Regions from separate parts of the Arachis hypogaea genome. Here region 2 is linked to region 1. Evidence: chromatin contacts called from public Hi-C data. All regions are on one chromosome and are shown on one strand. The core of a region is the stretch at or near the end of the contact, and the rest is flanking DNA. Distances in the headings are between cores, read along the strand shown. Region 1 overlaps LOC112697048 (glyceraldehyde-3-phosphate dehydrogenase A, chloroplastic). Region 2 overlaps LOC112697052 (OVARIAN TUMOR DOMAIN-containing deubiquitinating enzyme 12).

Region 1 (4,610 bases), core at 398-2,897:
AACACACAAAATTACCAACACACAAAATTATCAAGTTGATAAGTTTGTATATTTAAAAATTTTGTGTGAAAACTTTTTTAATATGAGATAAGGATTGCATTCTATGAAGAAAAAAAATTTATTTTTATTTAGAATTTAGTTTCTTCTTTCTTGATTTGGAATGATTTTAATATATAAGTAGAATTGAATTCTATTTTTTGAATTGAAATTACTGTTAAATATATTAAATTCTCATTTAATTTGTAAATAATTCTATCTTTGATAAAACTATTTTTGCTAGACACTTATTTATAAAAAAAAGATATTTTTGATATTTTATACATTTAAAAAGATAAAGACAAGTTAATTAAAATTCTTAAATAAAATAAAATCATCTATTTTATGTATTTCAAAGTTAAAAAAAAACTCTATTATTTAGCGAATTTTAATTATTAAACAAATAAATTTTTTTATGTTTTTTAGTTGGGATAATGTTTTCTTTTTTTATTGGGAATCGTATGAAGTATTATTCACTATAGTCCATTATCAGCCCACAAACCAAAAATACTTAGCAAATTCATTAATTATAACTAAGAAAAGTGATGGAACGGAAAATAAACAACATTAACAAAAAGAAGAAGTATTACCAAGTGTCACACTCTCAAACTGCCACGCATTATCATCATCCCATGCTGATAATATGGATCAGCACCGTAGAATTTTCCTAAATAAATTTACATTTGATAGATTGGAATGGAAGAAACAACAGATTTTATAAACATAGTTCCCTGGCTCTATTAAGAAGTCTACCCTTTTAAAAAGCCAATCTTTTTTTAATTTTCTCAATGATTTCTTGGGCACATCTTTTACTGGTATAAACATGGTCTAGGTCAAATTCCAAGTATTTTCGAAGTTTTTGAATGAAACGGATGCTAGATGCTCCAATAAAGATGTCTCTCTAGGCAGAAGTACCAAAATTTTTTATGATTTACCTTTATTTCCGAAACCTTACAAAAAAGTATTCAATATACATTTATAACCATCTTAACCTAACCTTTTATTGCTTTATAAAATAAGAAGAGATCATCTACAAATATAAAGTGAGATACTATTGAACCCTCATAAAAAATGATCACCAGACTATTCCATTCCTCATCAAAAATTTTATGAGCAATCAAACAGGCCAATCTTTCCATACATAAATAAAATGATTCTTTGTTTATTAACTATATATTTTGGCCTATGTATATTAACTATAAATTTACCAAAATTCAAGAATTCAGTATTACATACATAAGCTAGTAATATATATATTCAATGCTAAATTCAACCATATTAAATAGTAGATAATTATGTAAAAAAAATAGTAGATAATAATACTAAATATATCAGCTCTATATTATTATTTATGAATTTATTTTTCACTTTTTTTACCATCATGTTACAAATTGTAAACTAATTTTAATGAAACTATCGATAGTAGAAGGAATAATACACTATTGTTTCTATTAATTAATAAAGAAAAAAGTGTTTTGAAAAATCTAAATAAAAGATTAACCTTGTTTGTTCAAACAAACAAATTGTGATCAACCCCACAGGAATAGTAGTAGAGGTTGTTTGCCATCCTTATACTTATTTTATTGCCTAAAATGTAAAATTCAAACATGGCGGAGCAATCTCTGACTCTTTAATCTCGGAGACCATGACCTTTTGGACTCTGGAATAAAAAGTGCATAGTAATAACAACAAAGAAAAAGTGATCAGGACGGGTCCAAAAAATTGTGCAGTGTGGACCGTATCACCAAATAATGCATTGTTACAACTTACTTACTTACACATACACAAATTACATTTCTCTCAGAGTCGGTGATATAGATTTTCTCAAAGTAATAGGTCACTGTTTTAATTAACCAGTATTAAAGTGACTGTACTGAATATAATATATAAAAATTATAGGCTATTAGAGAAAGAGAAAGAAAATGCCAGCTGCAAATAATGTTCTCAAATTAGAAAACATCTAATTAATACAGTATTATGCTGTTTGATTCATACTATTTTGGTTTTTTCCTGTTAAATAATAGAGATTGGGACTGGAACTCAAATATTTAGTTACAAAATGAAACAAATGTTTTACTCTAACTTCAAGGTTCGAGTAATAGACTCTCGGTAATAAACAAACGTTAATAAAAAAAAATGGTGTTTACTAATAGTTTTGTATATTTTTGGAAAAGTTTAGGGACAATAAATTTATTAAAATTTGGCCAACACTTAGTTAGCAAAATAAAAATGAGTGATTCTCTATCATTAGATGAAATCTTACACCATTAAATGCACTATTGATGGCTAATTGATGGCTACAACTCACCAAATCTGCTGACCCCTAGCACTCCTCTTATTTTCTAAAATAATGATTTTTTTTTCTACACTAACAGTCATGAAAATGAATATTAGTTTTCGTTGTAGTGAACATATTGCCATTTGCATCATATTGCCAAGAATTGTGGTTATTCTGATTCCACTAGGTTGAAATCCAAAACTCAATCTTAGCGAGGACTAAGTAGGTGCTGATTGAACATAATCTAAAGCGAGGACTTCTTGTGTTCCCAAACCAAAACTCATCCAAGATTACTGATAAAAGATCAGCATACTACTTTAACTAATTTCATTTCATGTTGGTAAAGACCATTTCTTTTTTGGAGTCAATGGTATGGGCCTAAATTCATAACTTCTTCTTTCAAATTTCATGAAGCCCAATATAGTCGATCTAATAAAGCTCCAATTCTATGTGAAATAACAAGTAACAGCCCATAAGCTAACTGAAAAGAGTGTTACATCGGCTCTGCAAACCATGAGACAAAGTGGTCTCTAAGATTGACGCTGTGTATTAAAATCATCTTTAAAATTTTAATTGTATTAATTGCGGTTTTTGAAATTAAAAAATTATACCATATTAATCATTGACCTGTTTTCCGTTAACGCCACGCTGACATGGCTTGATGACGTCGACCTTTGGTGACACGTATCACCTCATGATTTGATCACGTGTAATAATATGATGACGTGTTGGTCAGCAACATGTGGCATATTGACATGGGTGGTTATATCACGGTTATAATGCTATTTGCCACGTGTCTGATCATGTTACGTGTCACAATGTTATTTGTCCATATGTCATTCACTATGTCATCATTACATATGCACCAAATTGGTCTTTTTGTTTATGACTTAATTTAGTCTTTGAAATTGAATGTCATGCATCAAATTAATTCCTTCGTCAGTTTTTTCTCCTTTTTTTGTAAATTTAAAATTTTTAATATTTTTTATACACTAATTTTAATTATATTTCTTATTATACAATTTTTTATAATAAATTTTTTAATTAATAATTTTAACTTGTATTAATAGAGCACATGTTAACTAAATCCAAAACTTTATTATTGCTTCTTGTCAACGGATGGTAATAATAAATTTATATTAGTTAACAAGTGTTTTATCAAATATTCTTAAAATATTTATTAAAATGTTAAATATTAAAAAAATTATATAAAAAAATATTATTATACTCTTACTTACACTTTTTTCTAAACCAATATCAATATCTTATATAATTCTTTTAATAAAATATTATAAAAAAATTTGTATAATTAAAACTAAAATTTTAAAAATATTTTATATAAATATTTATATTTAAATAATATATAAAAAAATAAAATTAAAATAAATATATTTAAAAATATTAAAAATTTTAAATTTATAAAAAAATTAATAAAAAAATTAATTTAATACAAAATATTTAATTTCAGAAATTAAAATGAGTCATTTATAAAAAACCACTAAAGTCACGTCTGAGCCAAAACGACGCGAGGAGGAAGGACTGTTGTCTTTGTCAATTTTAGTAAAGTAGAGGACACAGTGAATTAAATAAAAATCTTCCTCGACGTTTGGATTACGAGTTAAATCTTTTTAATTATGAACCAAGTTTTGAATGTGCAATACTGCAATATTATTGTTGGATTATGTCAGGTATCATCACATTATTGATTATTCGCTAGTCAATTTATAGCTACCGATAACCATCTCTTAACTCTAAATAACTTCTAGAGTTGAAGGCAAGAATTTTTATTGCACAATAAGAGGCAATCAAAAGAGAAAATTGATGGTTCTATTTCTCGGTACAAGTTCTTGGCACAAAGCTGAAAAATGAAGCTTAACAAGTGTAGTGGTAATAGTAGTAATAATAATACAAAATTACATATAATTAACAATTATTATTATTATTGTTGGCTAACTTTGACTTTGACTTTCACTTCCAGCTGTTTGCAACAATGTCAGCCAAATCCACAACCCTTTGTGAGTAACCCCACTCATTATCATACCATGCAATAACCTTCACCATGTCATCACCCATGACCATGGTCAACGAAGAGTCAACGGTAGATGAAACGTCGGTGCACCTGAAATCAACGGAGACAAGTGGTTCATCACACACTGAGAGGATGCCGTTAAGCTCCTTCTCCGCGCTCTCTCTGAACGCAGCGTTGACTTCCTCCGCGAACGTCTTCTTTGACACCTGAACAACGAGGTCAACGACGGACACGTTTGGCGTTGGCACACGCAATGCAATTCCGTTC
Region 2 (4,837 bases), core at 1,663-4,162, 97 kb before region 1:
CTTGATTGCAGTTTGCAGCAAAAATATGCCTTTTGACTTCATTCAGAGACACTTGTTTCATTGAAATTATGCCTTTGCACCAAGCACCGAAACGCGGTACGATTGTCATCATTATTGTTCACCTCAATAACTTTAATTGGTTAGGAGTTTACAGGAATATGTACATCAAGATCTTAACCGAGATGAAATCAGCCTAAAACTTTTTCAAATTTTCTAATACATAGTTTCAGGGAAGTGCGTTAGAATTGTTGTAAATGGCCCTCTCTAAAATTATTTTAAATCTAGTAACATATAGTTCCAAAACCAGTTTACATTTTTCAATGATGTGGGACAGAATTGCAGAATAAATAAATAAATAAACAAAAATACCAAGATTAGATACAGAAAGAACAAACATGAGAATTTGCAGACCTTCATGTGAATTATGAAATTCAACTGGAACAAACGAACACTTGCATCCTCAAGATGTTATTTGAACATGAACTTTAAAAACTTCTTGACATTTTATGTTGACATTGTCAATGGGAGTATCCTCTTATTTATTTATTTCCCTTCATTTTTTAATGATGCAGAGTTGTGGTTAAGCTTTTGGTCTGAGGTTCATTACAACTCACTCTATTCAATTCAAGGTTTTCTCCCTTACAATCTTGTCCTTCTTCGGATATGTAGTTTAAATTCTGTTGGGTATTGAATAAAATAAATGTATTGCTGATTTCTTTCCGTATCTTTTTCGCAGCTGCACCACCGCCTCAACCACCAAGGAGGAAACATTGGTTGTTCTAGGAGAGGTAGATGATGAACATTTTATAGGTAAGGGAAATAAGGGAAATAAGTAGTAAACATATCACCTTTCAATTTTTGAAAAAGGGAGATATCAATATAATTTTCTGTTTTGGAAATTAACTAGTTTCTTTGGGTTTATACTGGCTCCAACTTGGTTTTGATCTTCAACTATGAAATCGATTACGAAAAACATCTCATAACTGCGTCTATATACTGTTTTGCAGTCAATATATCATTCCTACCGGCTCCCACCATGCTTGAAGACTTCAATCTGCCATCAATTTACATTGACTTTAGTTTACCAGATCCATGCTTGGAAGCTGACGCGTTGGAAGACTAAGACATCCTTGGATACACTACAAGATAACTATGTAAATTTTTTTCAATTAACGAAATTAACTTGCTACAATTGAAACTGAAGACGAACGAACGAAGACAGAGTAGAGTAATGGGAGAAGTGTCTTTTTCTCCCTTCACCATTTTTTCCCTCATTTATATTTTACATTCATCACCCCTTTGGAGGTTGTTACTGAGAGCGTTTTAGCTTTAATGTATATTGTTTTCTAATTCCTTTTTGTAAATTAAACTATATCTTGATTTGTTATGCTAGATACAGTACTACCGAAATGATAGCAGTTAAGTAGTCTTCTTTTCCCCCCAAAGTATGTAGAAATTACTGCTTGATCATAAGATTAGTTCATGTTGATAAATAAATGTTCATACAGTTGTGTGTTGTCATTACCATTTCAAGAGAACAATTTATGTTTCAGGAATTATATATCTACTTTAATTGCATGTAGGGTCACATGATTTATAGGAAGCATTTTTATATGGAATGCAAATAAATATGCAATAAGTTTATACAACTTATACGAACAATATAAAAAGAAATGAATCTTCAAATTTATTCCTAACCCACCAACGATTTTTTGCCAAGATCCCTCTTTCTATTGGCCTTAATTTGTTGTTGTTGTTCAAGCAAATTCCAAAGTAGCTATTGGTACTAAATAAAAAAAGAGTAAACTTTTAAAAATGCACCCAAATTATATTGCAGAAAAAATGCTTTCAAATTTTATTACCAATAAAAATATCTTTAAATCATTTTAAAATATGACAAATTACACATTCGTGAATTGAGATGTTCTACATTAATGAAAGAGTGATTTGATTTGACAATAATTTTCTATTAATGGAGTAAATCTTTGATTATGGTCAAACATTTTTAGCATATTTTTAAATTATTTAAAAATATTTTTATCGATAACAAAATTTGAAAATATTTTTATTAACACCAAAATAATTTGAATGTATTTTTTATAGTTTACCCTTAAAAAAACTATGTGAATAATTCATCGAGTTAAGCTTTAAATGGTCCGGAATTTTTACCATATCATTGAATTGGGCAAAAAGTTTCCAATTGCCTAGATTCTTAATTTTCACTGCGTTACCTAGGTTAGTTTATCGAATGTCTTCCATTAACAACATATTAACATAACATATTGATGTAAACAGTTATGCCACATGTTAGGAAAAAAAAAAACATATTCAACTACTTTAGGAACTTTCATTTTGCTTACGGTTAAATTTCCATTTTACACCATTTTATTTATTTATTAACTTTATTATCCAATCATATATAAGTACACTTGAGTAAGACCTTTAAAATAGACTAAATACGTCGGATCAATCTGTTTACCCGACTTAAAACAAATGAATTTTTGTCTATAGAATTAAACCTGTAAAACGAGAAATTAAACGGGCTCAATTTAATTAACCCGAAAAAAGCAGGATGAACAAGCATTTTGGGACTCAACGGATAATCCGTTTATTTTTTTAGAAAATTGTATCTTCAAAAGTTAGTTCAATCCAATTCTAACTTAAGATCTAATGCAACCGAAAAGATAAAAAAAAGCCTTAATCAATAGTCCAATATCGATAGTTTTTTGTGACTAGTCCAATATTGATTTAAACAAAGTTGGTGTTTATGCGTTTTTTTTTTATCACAATAGAATTTTTTCCTCATAATATTTTGTACAACTCATTTCTTATTATGCTGGGACTGAACAGGTGGTCTTTAAATTATAGGCACAAAACTAATTGGTACAGGATAGACTTGGCTCGTTTAACCTGTAAACTTAAACGAGTCGGGCTAGCCCAATTGAGAGCCACACGAGTAGGAGAATGATAAGAGTTTAGAGTGGTAGGTAATAATATCGTTGGGTTAAATGTTTTTATAAACCCATTTATAATGGAACTTGTCAAAAAGTTTTTGGCCAGAACTCGTCAATTCAATAAAACTATTGACGAAAGCAACAAAAATAATAAAATGAATAACTGAGAAAAAAAAAAAAACCAAAATGATCTCGAATGGGGCTCTACTTACAGTTATAAGATAATTGAACTGATAATTGACCCAGTCATTTAACCGGTGAATTATTAATTTATTTAGTTAATTTAATTATAATTAAATAAAAATATAAAATTATAAAAATAAAATTAAAATCAAATATATGTCTTCATAAATTTATTAATAACAATCAAGTATCGAGTATTAGACATAACTAATAATATACAAAAAGATAATAAATTAGTCACTAATATAAAATATTTTCTGAAAGTCGACATCTATATGTATAAGATAAATTTAGAACTTAATCAACATTTTCCTCATGATTAACAAACTAACTAAAAACGAAATTCAAATCTATTCTTACAGTAACAAATTCAACTCATTGATAATTTTTTACAATAAAAGAATTTAACAAAGTGATTATTTTAGCAAGATAATAACGATTCAAGGTTCACTGATAATAATCAATAACAAATTCAACTTAGTGATGATTTTTAACGACAAAAAATTTAATTTAAGTGATTATTTTAGTAAGACAGCAACAAATTCAAAGTTCAACGATGATAATTAGTAACAAATTTTAGCAATACATTTAACATTTAGCAACAAAATTAAAGTGCAATGATGAATTACAGCAACCAAATTAAAACAGAAAGAACAGAAAAATTTGTTGGAACACACCAAACCGGATACCAGCTTCTGGTTGTGCAAAGGAAGCTCACGGCGAGGCTCGAAATAGGAAGATGACAACGGCGACCAGCACCGGGACCTGCTACTTCTACTGCCAGCGGCGACGAGCGCAGGGAAGGTGCGCATCTAAGTGCGAGACAAAGAGCGATGACAATGATCAGCCCCGAAACCTACTACTTCTGCCCCCCGTGATGATGATTGCAGAGAAGGTGCGCGATTTGGTGCGAGACGGTGATGATACAGAGAGCGACAATGACGACCAGGTGCGAGATTGGGATAGTGAAAGAGATCGGAGACTAGAGAGCTTAAGCGCGAGAGCCACAGTAAAATATATAACACTGTGACAGAGCTTGAGCTTGAAAGAGAGAGTGACGAGAAAGAGACGAGAGAGAAGAGAGACACTAAGCGCTCAACATCAAATTAGGACACTAAGAGGGGTTTACCTGGAAAGGACGCCGTTTTCGATTTTTATTTTTAAATTAAAAAATTTAAACATGACTTGATTCGGGTTATATAAACTCTCTGGGTCACCAATTTCACTGAGCACTGACCGAATCGACCCGATTTTTGGTGGGTATGATGTTTGGACGGTCCAACGAATGATTTGATTCGGCTAGAAAACCGAGTGACCAGATTTTCAATTTAACTGACTAGATTGAGTTGGTTTTGATAACTATGGCAAAATAAATTGATTTTCCTTTATTTAGTCATTAAAAGAAATAAATGTCAAGACCAGAAAAAAAGAAATAAATTTACTTGCACAACCAACTAATTGAGCAAAAACAATAAGAGTGAATTACCGACTCAGTCCTTGTCCATTTTTTCGAATGACAATGCAACCCCTCACGAAAAAAATCCACTTTGGCCCTTGTCTGCTACTTCTGTGATACAACGCGATCCCTGTGGGGTTTTTTCATCAACTCCGAACGAAAAATGCTGACCTGTCATAATAACCATGTGTGCTGGCACCTCTCCTTGCTGAGATGGATGTTTGCTGCATACGTGTACACCTCA

What was found. Hi-C and Micro-C count contacts between places; a contact is called where the count stands out from the background.
Region 2: a contact with region 1 is called in a Hi-C map of leaf, with 4 times the contacts expected there. The contact joins two enhancer-like sites. A contact is called at or near these places in 2 of 8 Hi-C or Micro-C datasets (both in leaf).

Annotation. Positions count from the first base shown.
Region 1 is chr6:97,259,493-97,264,102 of arahy.Tifrunner.gnm2.J5K5, reverse strand. It overlaps LOC112697048 (glyceraldehyde-3-phosphate dehydrogenase A, chloroplastic), which reads right to left. Exons shown (of 5, transcript XM_025750035.3): 5 at 4,060-4,610. The coding sequence ends at 4,283. Among protein-coding and RNA genes, the nearest start is that of LOC112697048, 4.8 kb to the right of the region's middle. Within about 2 kb of position 1,647, at least 2 of the 3 cell types and tissues checked have open chromatin away from gene starts, as enhancers often do.
Region 2 is chr6:97,357,781-97,362,617 of arahy.Tifrunner.gnm2.J5K5, reverse strand. It overlaps LOC112697052 (OVARIAN TUMOR DOMAIN-containing deubiquitinating enzyme 12), which reads left to right. Exons shown (of 11, transcript XM_025750038.3): 8 at 12-96; 9 at 573-629; 10 at 737-810; 11 at 1,008-1,527. The coding sequence ends at 783. Among protein-coding and RNA genes, the nearest start is that of LOC112697052, 6.4 kb to the left of the region's middle. Within about 2 kb of position 2,912, at least 3 of the 3 cell types and tissues checked have open chromatin away from gene starts, as enhancers often do.